2 separate regions of the Macaca mulatta genome follow, and region 2 is linked to region 1. The links are chromatin contacts, called in public Hi-C maps. All regions are on one chromosome and are shown on one strand. The core of a region is the stretch at or near the end of the contact, and the rest is flanking DNA. Distances in the headings are between cores, read along the strand shown.

Region 1 (5,560 bases), core at 1,861-4,360:
CAAACATTTATCTGCTTCCAGGACTTCACCCAGAAACAGACATCTAAGAATATGTTTGTGCTGACGAGGGGTCATACTAGACGTGATTTTGTGAACCACTTTTTTTTTTTTTTTTTTTTTTTTTTTTTGAGACAGAGCCTCACTCCGTCACCCAGGCTGGAGTGCAGTGGCGCGATCTCGGCTCACTGCAAGCTCTGCCTACGGTGTTCACGCCATTCTCCTGCCTCAGCCTCCCCAGTAGCTGGGACTGCAGGTGCCTGCTACCATGCCTGGCTAATTTTTTTTTTTTTTTTTTTTTGTATTTTTAGTAGAGATGGGGTTTCACCGTGCTAGTCAGGATGGTCTTGATCTCCTGACCTCGTGATCTGCCCACTTTGGCCTCCGAAAGTGCAGGGATTACAGGCATGAGCCACCACGCCCGGCCTATGAACCACTTTTGACTCAGCCTGGGGGGCTGTCTTCTGGGCACAGTTGGCAGTGGGTTCACCTGACCCTAAGTTTGGCAACAGAAGCTTCAAGGCCTGTTCCTAATTTTGTATTTTCTTAAGGAAGTTCCCTAAAACCACAGAAGCCTCAGGCCCCACAAAACCTGTGTCTGCCCCTGGCTGCAGGACACTTTAGGGTCTGGATGCAGCCAGGGCCAGTCACAGCCTCACTAGCTGGCCACTCCTTTAAGGATCTGTTCATTGGCAGCTTTGTTCTGATGGCCACAGCCCCCAAGGGACCTCCTTGGCCTTTGGCTTGGGTGATGCTGACCCACAAGGAAGGGTCTCTGGCCCAGCAGTCCTGGGACGTCCCCTGTATGAAGACCATATGTCTGACATGGCACTTGCCACCCTTTCCGGTCATTTGCCCCTCAGCCTGTCCCTCTCACAAGATGGCAGGTGCCTTGAGGGTGGGGGCTCTGCTGTGCCTGTGTCCTTGGTACCCAGAGCAGGGTAACAGCATGGGGGCAAGGGCAGGCACACATGCTGCGCTTCTCTTGGCGGGTACAGCAGGAAGCAGGGGGCGTCAAATCCAGAGCTGGGGCCAGGGGACTGCAGGGCAGGGAGGACACGGGAAACGCACAGCAAGTTTGGGGCTGTGGCTCTGCCCCTCCCGTGGCACAGCACCAGATGGGCCTGGTGTGAGCCCTGATCCATGGACAGGCGACCACCCTCACCAGCACGTGAGAAGCCGAGTGACGGGTGACCACCTGGTTTACACACCACCCTCTTTCTGGCCACGGGAGCTGTCTTACAGTGCCGGCTTCCCAGCATGAGCTGCATGGGAGGGAGAATTCTCTTTAGTTAGTTTGTCTCTAATGGTCCTTAAAACAGAAGACAAAAAATGAAGGCAGGCATTAAGATGCTTTTTATTATCTCAATGTTTATATATTTAAAATGTTTATTTTTGTGGAGGCCATGTTGCCAGCCATGTCGCCCAGGCTGGTCTTAAAACTCCTGGGCACAAGAGATCTGAGGCCGGAACGACAGGTGTGAGTCACCACGCCCAGCCTTATCTCAATAGCTAAACGTGTGGATCTGCCTCACATCTGGAGAGGCAGAGAGGTGTGCCAGCAACGGGGCTATTGAGGAAGGAAGACCTGTTTACTGATTTTAATTTTTTTGTAGAGACAGGGGTCTCACTATGTTGCCCAGGCTGGTCTCAAACTTCTGGGGCAAGTGATGCCCCTGCCTCGGCTCCCAAAGCAGTGGAATGACTGCCGTGAACCAACACTTCTTGCCTGACACCTGTTTCTTTTGGAATATTTGCCACCAGCCATCGGTAAAGAAAACAGGCTCTTGGCCTTTTTTGCTGTGCTACCTCCTGGTGCCCTTTGGTCGTCCAGATGTTCCTCGAACTCCTGCTCATGCAGGAGTAAAGGCGGCTCTCTCTCCAGTGGCGAGGATGGGGCCACAGTGGAGAACGTAGCTGCGCCAGCCCTCAGGGCGGCCCTGGTCCAAAGGACGTGGGTCCAGGAGCCAGCTCGCTGTCCTGGGAGGAGCCAGCTCGCTGTCCTGGGAGGAGCCAGCTCGCTGTCCTGGGAGGAGCCAGCTCGCTGTAGCCAATGACGGGCCTGGTGGGCAGGAGGGCCCAGCCCCCTTGTTCCAGTGCCATGAATCTGAAGGGCCACCCACTTTCCGGTCGCCCCAGGGCCTGCTGACCCTGCCTTCCCCTCCCACCCAGCAGCCACACCCAGGAGCGCTCCCCAACACACTCCTCGCTGGAAACCCCCAGGACACCCGCCAGCCTGTACGAACCAGGCGTGGGGACACTAACACAAGTCCTTTTCCTTCACTGGGGGAACCCTGGGGCTGCTGCTGGGCCTGCTCGCGCTCCGGGGCTGTCCCCTCTTCGGCTGCCGAAGTCGCCGCTGGCCCACCAGGCCTGGCAGCCACCCACCCGCTCCCTGCCGCCCGGGTCCGCGTGGCATCGGCCGCCCCCACCCTTCCCCGCCCTCCCGGAGCCCGGGGGACGCCCCCATTCCCGCCGCCGCCCCGTCCTCCCAGCCCCAGACCCGAGCCTCGCAGGGCGCCTTCGCACACGGTCCCGCGAGGACCAGATCTGTTCCCGGTCCCTGGGCCGCCCATCTCCGCCGGGAAGGCGGCTTCCTCCGGGGCCCGGCCCCACCCCAGCGACCGGCAGCAGCGCGCCGAGTCGCAGACACCTCAGGCCGGGGCCACTACCAGGGTCAAGCCCTGTTCTGGGACCAAAGGACGACTCCACGGGAGCGCGCCTGCGCACCGCCCCGAGGCGCCCCAGGGACGGTAGGCTCAGGCCAGCCATCTGCGCCTGCGCAAGACCAGGCGCGACCCCGAGGGCGTTCGGGGGAGGGAACGCTGCGGACTGCTCGCAGCGTGCGCACGCACGCACGCACGCACGCGCGCCTCGGGAAGCGTCGAGTCCGGGACGCCCAGAGCGGGCACGGAGCAGGGGGAAGGGAAGCGCGGCTCGGTCGGCGCGGGTGGAGGGGGCGTGAGGCCGGCCTACGGTGGCCGTCGAGGGACGGCGCTACGGCTCCCACGCTGGGCCAAACGCCTCCGGCGGCCGCGCCCGGGCGCCCCTTCACCTGCAGGGCGACCCCAGCCGGGGACGCGTGAACCACGCCCGCAGCCGCCCCGCCGGCGCCCCCAGCCCCGCGTCCCGGCACCATGCGGCCGCCCTGCGCACGGAGCCCCGAGGGACAGGGGCGCCCGCAGGCCCGGCCCCCAGCACCGCCGGCCGGCCCCGAGGTCCGGGACGCCAGCGCCGCCGCGGAGAGGGCACCGGGTGAGCGGCGGGCGGGGACCCGGCCTCGGCGGGGGCCGTCTCCAGGGCAACGCGCGGCGCGGGACCCGGAAGTGGCTCCGGCAGGGGCTCTGCAGCCAGGGGGCCCGGCGCGGCGCAGGCCCGGTGCTCACGAGGCGTTGCGGGGGCCCGTCGCGTCTCTGCGGCCCCGAGGAAACGGTCCTGGGTCCATGGGCCGGGCCGAGCGGGCGTCTGCAGAAAGACGGGGACCCGGATGGAGCCGCGGGCCGTGAGACCCCGCGGGGACACAGCCCCGCCGAGCCACGTTTGAGGGGCACCGCCATGGCTGGGGTCCCGGTGGCTGCGATCTCCAGGCCGAGGCCGGCCTTAAATCGGGCCGCTCTGGCTCCTGCACCGCGTGGAGGAGCCGGGCGGAGGGAGAGGGCGAGGCTGGGCCCCTGGCCCCTGCGGGCACGGGAGGGTCCGGCGGCCCGGTCCCTCCCGCTTCCGCTCCGGGCAGGTCCCCACGGCAGGGCCCCAGGCTGAATCTATCTGACGGCAGGCGAAGGTCTTGGCAACAGTCCCCTTAGTGTTACCAACTTTCCTACTCCGATTTTATTTCCTGACCTTTGAGTTCATTCCGTCTGCAGATTATTTAGGCAAGCTATAAACGGCATTTACTAGGTGAAGCTAGAGAGCCAAATGCCGCGTCTACTCTTTGCAGCCCAGTCTGTAGGGCCGCTGCCAGACCCCGGGCCGACCCCACACGGGGGCCTGGGCGCTGTGCCTCCACTGTGCACGCCAGGCCCAGCCCCTTACCTCCCACAGCTACTCGCAAGAGCAGTGCTACTGGCACCCCCATTGGACAGAGCAGGAGCCGTCTTGGGGTCAGGTGACCTGCCCAAGGTCACTGCTAGGGAAGGACAGTGCCAGGGTTCAGGCCCAGCAAGGTGACCCCAGGGCCCCCCAGCCGTCCATCTGGCCCCTAGCACTTGTCAGGTTGCTGGAGTCACCTGCCCCCGCCGGGCTCGTTCTCGGTTCACCTGTGAGTCCCTACTCCCGGCCCTGTGGTGGCTTTTTGCAGGCACCATTTTAGGGCTTGTGTCAGCCCTGGTTCAGGCAGCCACAGAAGACCAGGGCAGTAACAGGCAAACTGCCTAAGAGCAGAGAGTGGTCCAGCTTGTGGGGGGCTGCGGGGATCCTGCGGGAAAGAGCCACTCCTGCCCCTTCCCATCCGTTTTGGCATTGACCACCTCTGGGGGCCTCCCCTGGCGGCTGCCCCGAAGGCCCCCCTTCCCCAGTGCTGCCCTAGAACAAGCACTTTGGCTTCCCCAGGTGGTGGGCCCCCTGGAAGTATCCTTGGGAGGGTTTGTGAAAAGAGTAAGTCTGGGAGTGCCCGCAGATCCTGCCCTGGACTCCCTTTTCCCGTAGTCCGGGCGCTGGAGTTTGTGTCCGCCTTCGCCAGCTGATTGCCTGGGGGAAGGATCCACACAGTGTCCTCACACTGACATGGGTTTTGCGGCTCTCCCCGCAGGCCGACGCCTCCCGCGAGGCTCAGTGGCCGGCTCCCAGGCCTAGGCGCCCATGACCCCTACGCTGACCGCTGCCTGGACGCCGCCGCCACCACCGCGAGCTAGCGCCGCCGCCACCAGGGCCCAATGCCGGTCATGCCCATCCCGAGGCGGGTGCGCTCCTTCCACGGCCCGCACACCACCTGCCTGCATGCAGCCTGCGGGCCCGTGCGCGCCTCCCACCTGGCCCGTACCAAGTACAACAATTTCGACGTGTACATCAAGACGCGCTGGCTGTACGGCTTCATCCGCTTCCTGCTCTACTTCAGCTGCAGCCTGTTCACCGCGGCGCTCTGGGGTGCTCTGGCCGCCCTCTTCTGCCTACAGTACCTGGGCGTTCGCGTCCTGCTGCGCTTCCAGCGCAAACTCTCGGTGTTGCTGCTGTTGCTGGGCCGCCGGCGCGTGGACTTCCGCCTGGTGAACGAGCTGCTCATCTACGGCATCCATGTCACCATGCTGCTAGTCGGGGGCCTGGGCTGGTGCTTCATGGTCTTCGTGGACATGTGAGGGCCGTGGGCGTGAGCTTGATGTATCGTCCCGGCCTGTGGCTGTGTTCTTTACATCGGTGGGACTGCCCATGCCGCAGGCAGTCGCTGCTGCCTGGCGCCCACGGAGAGAAAAGAAAGGGCTGAGACTTCCGTGATGGGGGTGCGGATGCCGCCCCTAGGCTGGCTTCCTGCGTCCACCCTCCCCATGTGCACTCTCAGGGGCGGCGCCCACCTGCGGGTGGCTCCTGTTCACACGACTTCAGGTCATACTGTGGAGTGGGCCGTCTGTTC
Region 2 (5,560 bases), core at 1,757-4,256, 230 kb after region 1:
TTCCAAAACCAGACACAGACAACACAAGAAAACTTCAGACCAGTATCTATGACGAATATGGATTAAAAAAAAAATCACCCAAAAAAACTGGATTAACCTGAATCCAGGAAGAGAGATACTCCATGACCAACTGGAATTTATCTGAATGCAGGGGATAAATATCTTTTCAATATCTGAAAGTCAATTAATGTAACACACCACATTCCTAGAACAAAGAAAAAAAACCCATGATTATCTCAATGGACGTGGAAAAATCATTTAACCAAATCTGACACCTTTTCGTGATAAACACACTCAACAAACTAGAAATAGAAGATACTTCCTTGGCTGGGCATGGTAGCTCATGCCTATAATCCCAGCATTTTGGGGTGCTGAGTGGGGGGTGGATTACTGGAGGTCAGGAGTTCAAGACCAGCCTGGCCAACATGGTAAAACCCCATCTCTACTAAAAATACAAAATTAGCTGGATGTGGCTGTGTGTGCCTGTAATCCCAGCTACTCGGGAGACTGAGGCAGGAGAATCACTTGAACCTGGGAGGCAGAGGTTGCAGTGAGCCAAGACCCAGCCACTGCACTCCAGTCTGGGTGACAGAGTGAGACACTGTCTCAAACAAGAAATAGGTTTTATCAGGTTGAGGAAGTACCTTTTTTTTTTAGACGGAGTTTCCCTCTTTTAGCTGGGATTACAGGCACCTGCCACCACCCCCAGCTAACTTTTTGTATTTTCAGTAGAGATGGGATTTGTCCATGTTGGCCAAGCTGGTCTCAAACTCTGGACCCCAAGTGATCCGGCCGCCTCGACCTCCCAAAGGGTTGGGATTACAGGCGTGAGCCACCGCGCCCAGCCTGATAAAACCTATTTTTGAAGCACCCACAGCTATCATTATACCCAATGGCGAAAGACTGGATGCCTTCTCCCTGAGATCAGGAGCAAGACAAGGATGTCTACTCTCGCTGCTGCTAGTCAATATTGTACTGGACGTTCTAGCCAGGGCAGCTAGGCAAGAAGGAGAAATAAAAGGCATCCAGATTAGAAAGGAAGAGGTAAAATGATCTCTATTCACAGATGACACGCTTTTGTATAAAATCCCAAGGAATCCACTAAAAGACTAGAAGAACTAATAAATGCCACTAAAAGACTAGAAGAACTAATAAACGGGTTTAACAAGGTTGCAGGATAAAAGATCAATATACAAAAAGCCCTTGGAGTCACCCTTGACCTTTCTAGGTCACACTCCACATCCCATCTGACAGTGGATGGCCTCCTGCCTCCTTCTCAGCCCTTCCTAGTCTGTTCTTCACTCAGGAGTCAGAATGACCCTTTTAAAGGCTTAGTCACATCCTTCCCTTGGCTCAGTCTTCCGAAGGCTGCCCATTTCCTGCAGAGAAGGGGCCACAGTTCTGACTGTGCAGGACCTGCCCGCATCCCTCCATGTCCCCACCTCCCATTTCCCACCAGTCCTTCCAGCTATGGGTTCTCGACTTAGCGGCCTCTGCTGTTTCTTACACTCCAGGCTCTCGTGTTTCAGAGGCTCTGTCTGCCGTGCCCCCTGCTTAAGACACTTCTTCTGCAGATATCCTCACCCTCGACGCCCACTTCCCGCCGGTCTTTGCTCAAATAAGTGCCCTCCTCCTGTGGCTTTCCTTGACCGTTCCGCCCTGTCCACCTCGTGTTCTTTTCAGACGGCTGACTCAAGAAAAAATAGACAATCTCAACAGACCTATAACAAGTGAAGAGTCTCAATTAGTAACCAAAAAACTACAACTCGAATAAGTCATCAAAAAAGCCTAGCCCCAAACGGCTTCAACATTGAATTGAAGCCTGCACGTGGGTTGGTATGTGAATGACGGACTGCCCGGGTCCTCTGGGCACTCGGCATTTCCTACATGCTCCGACTCTGGCACAGGGTGTCTCGACCAGGAACAGACAGGCTGGGAGCCCCGCGCCGGGTGCCTGCTCCCGGGAAGCTCCACCTCTCCCTGCCGTCACGGCGCCGGTGGGCGGCACGTGGACCGGCTCTCCCGGGGGCAGTTCTCTATTCCGGCCATGAGGTTCTCAGACCAAATCCTCGGAATGCAAACTCTCACGGCGTTCCCGTAATTCTCAGCCCAGCGCGGGCCCCGACGCAGGCTCCAGGGGAACGAAGTCAGCGTCCCTTCCGGGGGATGCGCCGGCTGCGCTGCACCTGTTTCTGCCTCAGGGGTCCAAACGCCCATCTTCCCTGCACCGGGACTGGGGCCTGGAGACCGTGGCACGTCCACCTGGTGCCCGTCCACGGGCTGTCGCCTGCCGAGGTCGCCGCCGGCCACACCCACGAGGTCTCCAGGGCGCAGGCGGCGAGAGCTCGGCCGGCCAGGGGGCCGGGCTGCGGCTGAGGCGGGACGAGCCAGGGCCGGGGAGGAGGCACGGCGCGGAGGGTTGGCTGCTGCAGGCTCAGCAGGGTCCCCGCCGCCAACCCACTCCGCCCACCCCGCGCCGCCGATCCCGCGCCCCGCACCGCAGGCCTCAGAACGTGATGGAAGCGGCGGAGCAGGCGCGGACCGGGGCGGGTCCTATTGGGCCTGCGAAAGGGGGCGGAGAGGGGCGGGTCGACGCTCTCTGCGCCTGCGGAAAGGGGCGGGGCGGGCACTGGCCGGCGGGTGCCACCTACTGCGCCTGCGGAAAGGGGCGGTGCCGGCGCGGGCTTGCAGGCGGTGCCTAGTGCGCCTGCGGGAAGGGGCGGGGCGGGCGCGAGAAGGGAGCGCAGCTGGGGGCGGGGTCGAGGGCGGGGTGGCGGGCGGTGCCTACTGCGCCTGTGCGAGGCCGCGGCGGTGAGCGCGCTCCTGCTCCTTGGCCGCCGCCTCAGCCGCTGTCGCCGCCGCCGCTCACCCGGGGCCGCGCACGCGCTGCCACCGCCCCCGGCCCGCGCCCGCCCCCGCCTCCGCCCCCGGCCCGCGCCCTCCTGCCGCCGCCTCTCTGGGCCGCGGGCTCGGCTCCTCCTCCGCCCGGGCTCGGCGCCCGCAGCATGCAGCAGCCGCGGGGGCGGCGACGGCGGCGGCTGTGAGGTGAGGCGGGGGCCGCGCTCGGGCGCCCCTCCCGGCGGGCCGGCTGCGGGGCCGAGTGGGGGCTCGGGGCGCACCGGGCCCCGCGCGGCGAGGGGCGGCGGCGCCTTTGTTGCGGCCGGGCCGCCGCCTCAGCCCTTTGTCTGCAGATGGTGGACGCGGGCGGCCGCGCCGCCGCCGAGGGCTGGAGGAAGATGGAGGCCCCGCCGGACGGCGCCGCCGACCTCGTGCCCCTGGACCGCTACGACGCGGCGCGCGCCAAGATCGCCGCCAACCTGCAGTGGATCTGCGCCAAGGCCTACGGCCGAGGTGGGCCGGGCGGGGGCCGCGGGGCGGGGGGCAGGGGCGCGGGCCGGGGCCGGGGGACGCGGCCGGGGTCGGGTCGGGCCGGGTCGGGGTCCGCGCGCCGCGCCTTTGTGCCGCGTCCGCACTGGGTCGGGGCTGGGCTGGCCGCCTCCGAGATCCCGGTGGCGCCCGGGCAACGCGGAGCGTGGGGACGCGGTCACCTGGCGAGTGGGCGTCCCCGCGGCGGAGGGCGGCGTGGGTCGGGGCTTCCGCTCCTATTTCGGGAGTGCCCCCAGCCTCCCGTTGGCGGCGGCGGCGGGAGGGAGCTGCCCGGTTTTGGGCGCAGGGAGGGACCATGGGGACGCGGGGCCGCTGTCTGAGACGCCGCTTCCCAGCGCGCCGGGCATCGCCAAGTGCTGGACCTGTGATTCCGAGCCTTTCACTTGTTAAGAATTTTGATGCTTACCATCCATCAGCTGTTGAATTCCCCAACTAGAAATTGCGTATTCCGCGGATTGTGCTTAATCATAATGATCCCCTTTGCTTAATTCCTGTTTGGAAGAACTAGGTAACCTTGTTACTGAGTCCAATTTGTTAGGCCCTAATGTGCTTAGTGGATTAAGGCGCTTCTGTTTCGTGCCCTGGGAACAGGACAGACCTGGTGATTCTCCTAAGTGGCTGACTTCTCTATTAATTTCAGGTGCTTTGTTTCAGGTACCATATTAAGAGTTAATATTTCTGTAATCCTCTTTTCATTTGAAGCATTCTTCAACAATTTGCCTTTATCCTGGTGAAAAATTAACCTTTTTAGAGTAAGACTAAAGGAGACAGAGAGCCATTCCAGAGAGGAGTTCAGTTGACCAGTTTGGAAAACGCTGAGCAGGCGTTACCCTGTTTGACAGTGGCCTGTGCCCCAGCTAGACTCTAGTTAGTCATAAGGACAAACGCGTTTTGTAAGTTTTAGGGATTAAATACCTCGCCTTATTTCAAACTGGTTTTTGTACTGTGTCAGTAGTAATTGGGAAAGAGTTTTTCCTTTCTTTGATAGTTTTCAGTTTTACAGTTCTTGTTTACTGGCTCAGTGGAACCTTAGTTTCTGTGTTGTAATGATGAAGAAACACTGCTACATCCAAGACTTCACATGAGTTTTTGAGAACGGAATTGGTAAGATGTATGTATAAAACCTGAGTCAGGTGCAAACAACAATCCGAGAGCAGACTTTGGTTATCTTGCAGTCACTGCCGGTTGCATGAGCTCACTTGCCTCACACCTTGTGTTGCTCACTGTTTTGCCTTTCTTTGTATTTTGCCGTATGTGCTTACACCACTATAGTTTTTACACCTTTGCCAGTGGCGTCTCTTTCTGAGACTGGCTTTTGCTATTCCATTATCCCACGTTGTGTTCTTAGGTTCTTCTCGACTTCATCTATACTTTTCCACTGTGTTTTCCGCTGCTGTGGGGGTGTCCCACCGAGGCCCGTCCACCGCAGCTGCTTGTGGGCGCTGGCTGGGCTCCCGCAGATGCAGTGGAGCCCAGGGCATTCTTGGGCATGGCTCCTGGGGTCCGAGCACAAAGTTTTACTCCTGCATGTTTTTTTAAGATTTTATATGTGGAGAGGGCTGAGGGCTCAGGCAGCGGATGTTAGACAAATTGCTATAAAAAGAACTTTTATGATCTGCTTCCCAATTTTTTCAGCAAGGTGCATGCATTTTTATGTCGTTGCATTTAGTTTTGGCATTCAGCATGGAATTTGTCAGCCATCCAGCAATAAATATGCATGTCTCTGTGTTAGTATTGGGTTCGTCTAGTTTCAGTTCCGGTACCAGATCACTCTTTAATACTTGTTGACTCATCAGATGATGAATTCAGAATCTTATACTAAAATGGGCTTTCGAGTTTTGGAATTATTAAAAGGTGGGCATTTAAAGAAAAGAAACACGAACAGGAACTGGGGAAGACTGGATACCATCTTAGGAGCTGAGACTGGAGTGCCCCTTCCTGGTGGGTGGCAGTGCCTTTGCGCATCAGACCCTGATTTCAGGAGGTCTCGTTTCCACTTTTTTTTGAGACTGAGTCTCTATCTTCCATGCTGGAGTGCAGTGGCGCGATCTCAGCTCACCGCAACCACTGCCTACTGGGTTCAAGTGTTTCTTCTGCCTCAGCATCCCGAGTAGCTGGGATTACAGGTGTGCGCCCCCACACCCGGCCAGTTTTTGTATTTTTAATAGAGACG

Evidence for each region. A called contact is a pair of places that touch in the nucleus more often than the background predicts.
Region 2: a contact with region 1 is called in a Hi-C map of CD4 T cells, with 2.7 times the contacts expected there. The contact joins the promoter of LOC114672692 here to the promoter of TMEM250 in region 1. A contact is called at or near these places in 2 of 14 Hi-C or Micro-C datasets (CD4 T cells and liver).

The regions. Positions count from the first base shown.
Region 1 is chr15:6,391,835-6,397,394 of T2T-MMU8v2.0, forward strand. It overlaps TMEM250 (transmembrane protein 250), which reads left to right and starts at 3,111. Exons shown (of 2, transcript XM_015116377.3): 1 at 3,111-3,252; 2 at 4,745-5,560. The coding sequence starts at 4,869. The coding sequence ends at 5,288.
Region 2 is chr15:6,622,804-6,628,363 of T2T-MMU8v2.0, forward strand. It overlaps LOC114672692, which reads right to left and starts at 3,007. Exons shown (of 5, transcript XM_077966734.1): 1 at 2,870-3,007; 2 at 2,652-2,747; 3 at 890-2,553; 4 at 98-205. The coding sequence starts at 3,007. The coding sequence ends at 1,987. CAMSAP1 (calmodulin regulated spectrin associated protein 1) reads left to right here and starts at 2,787. Exons shown (of 15, transcript XM_077967098.1): 1 at 2,787-3,351.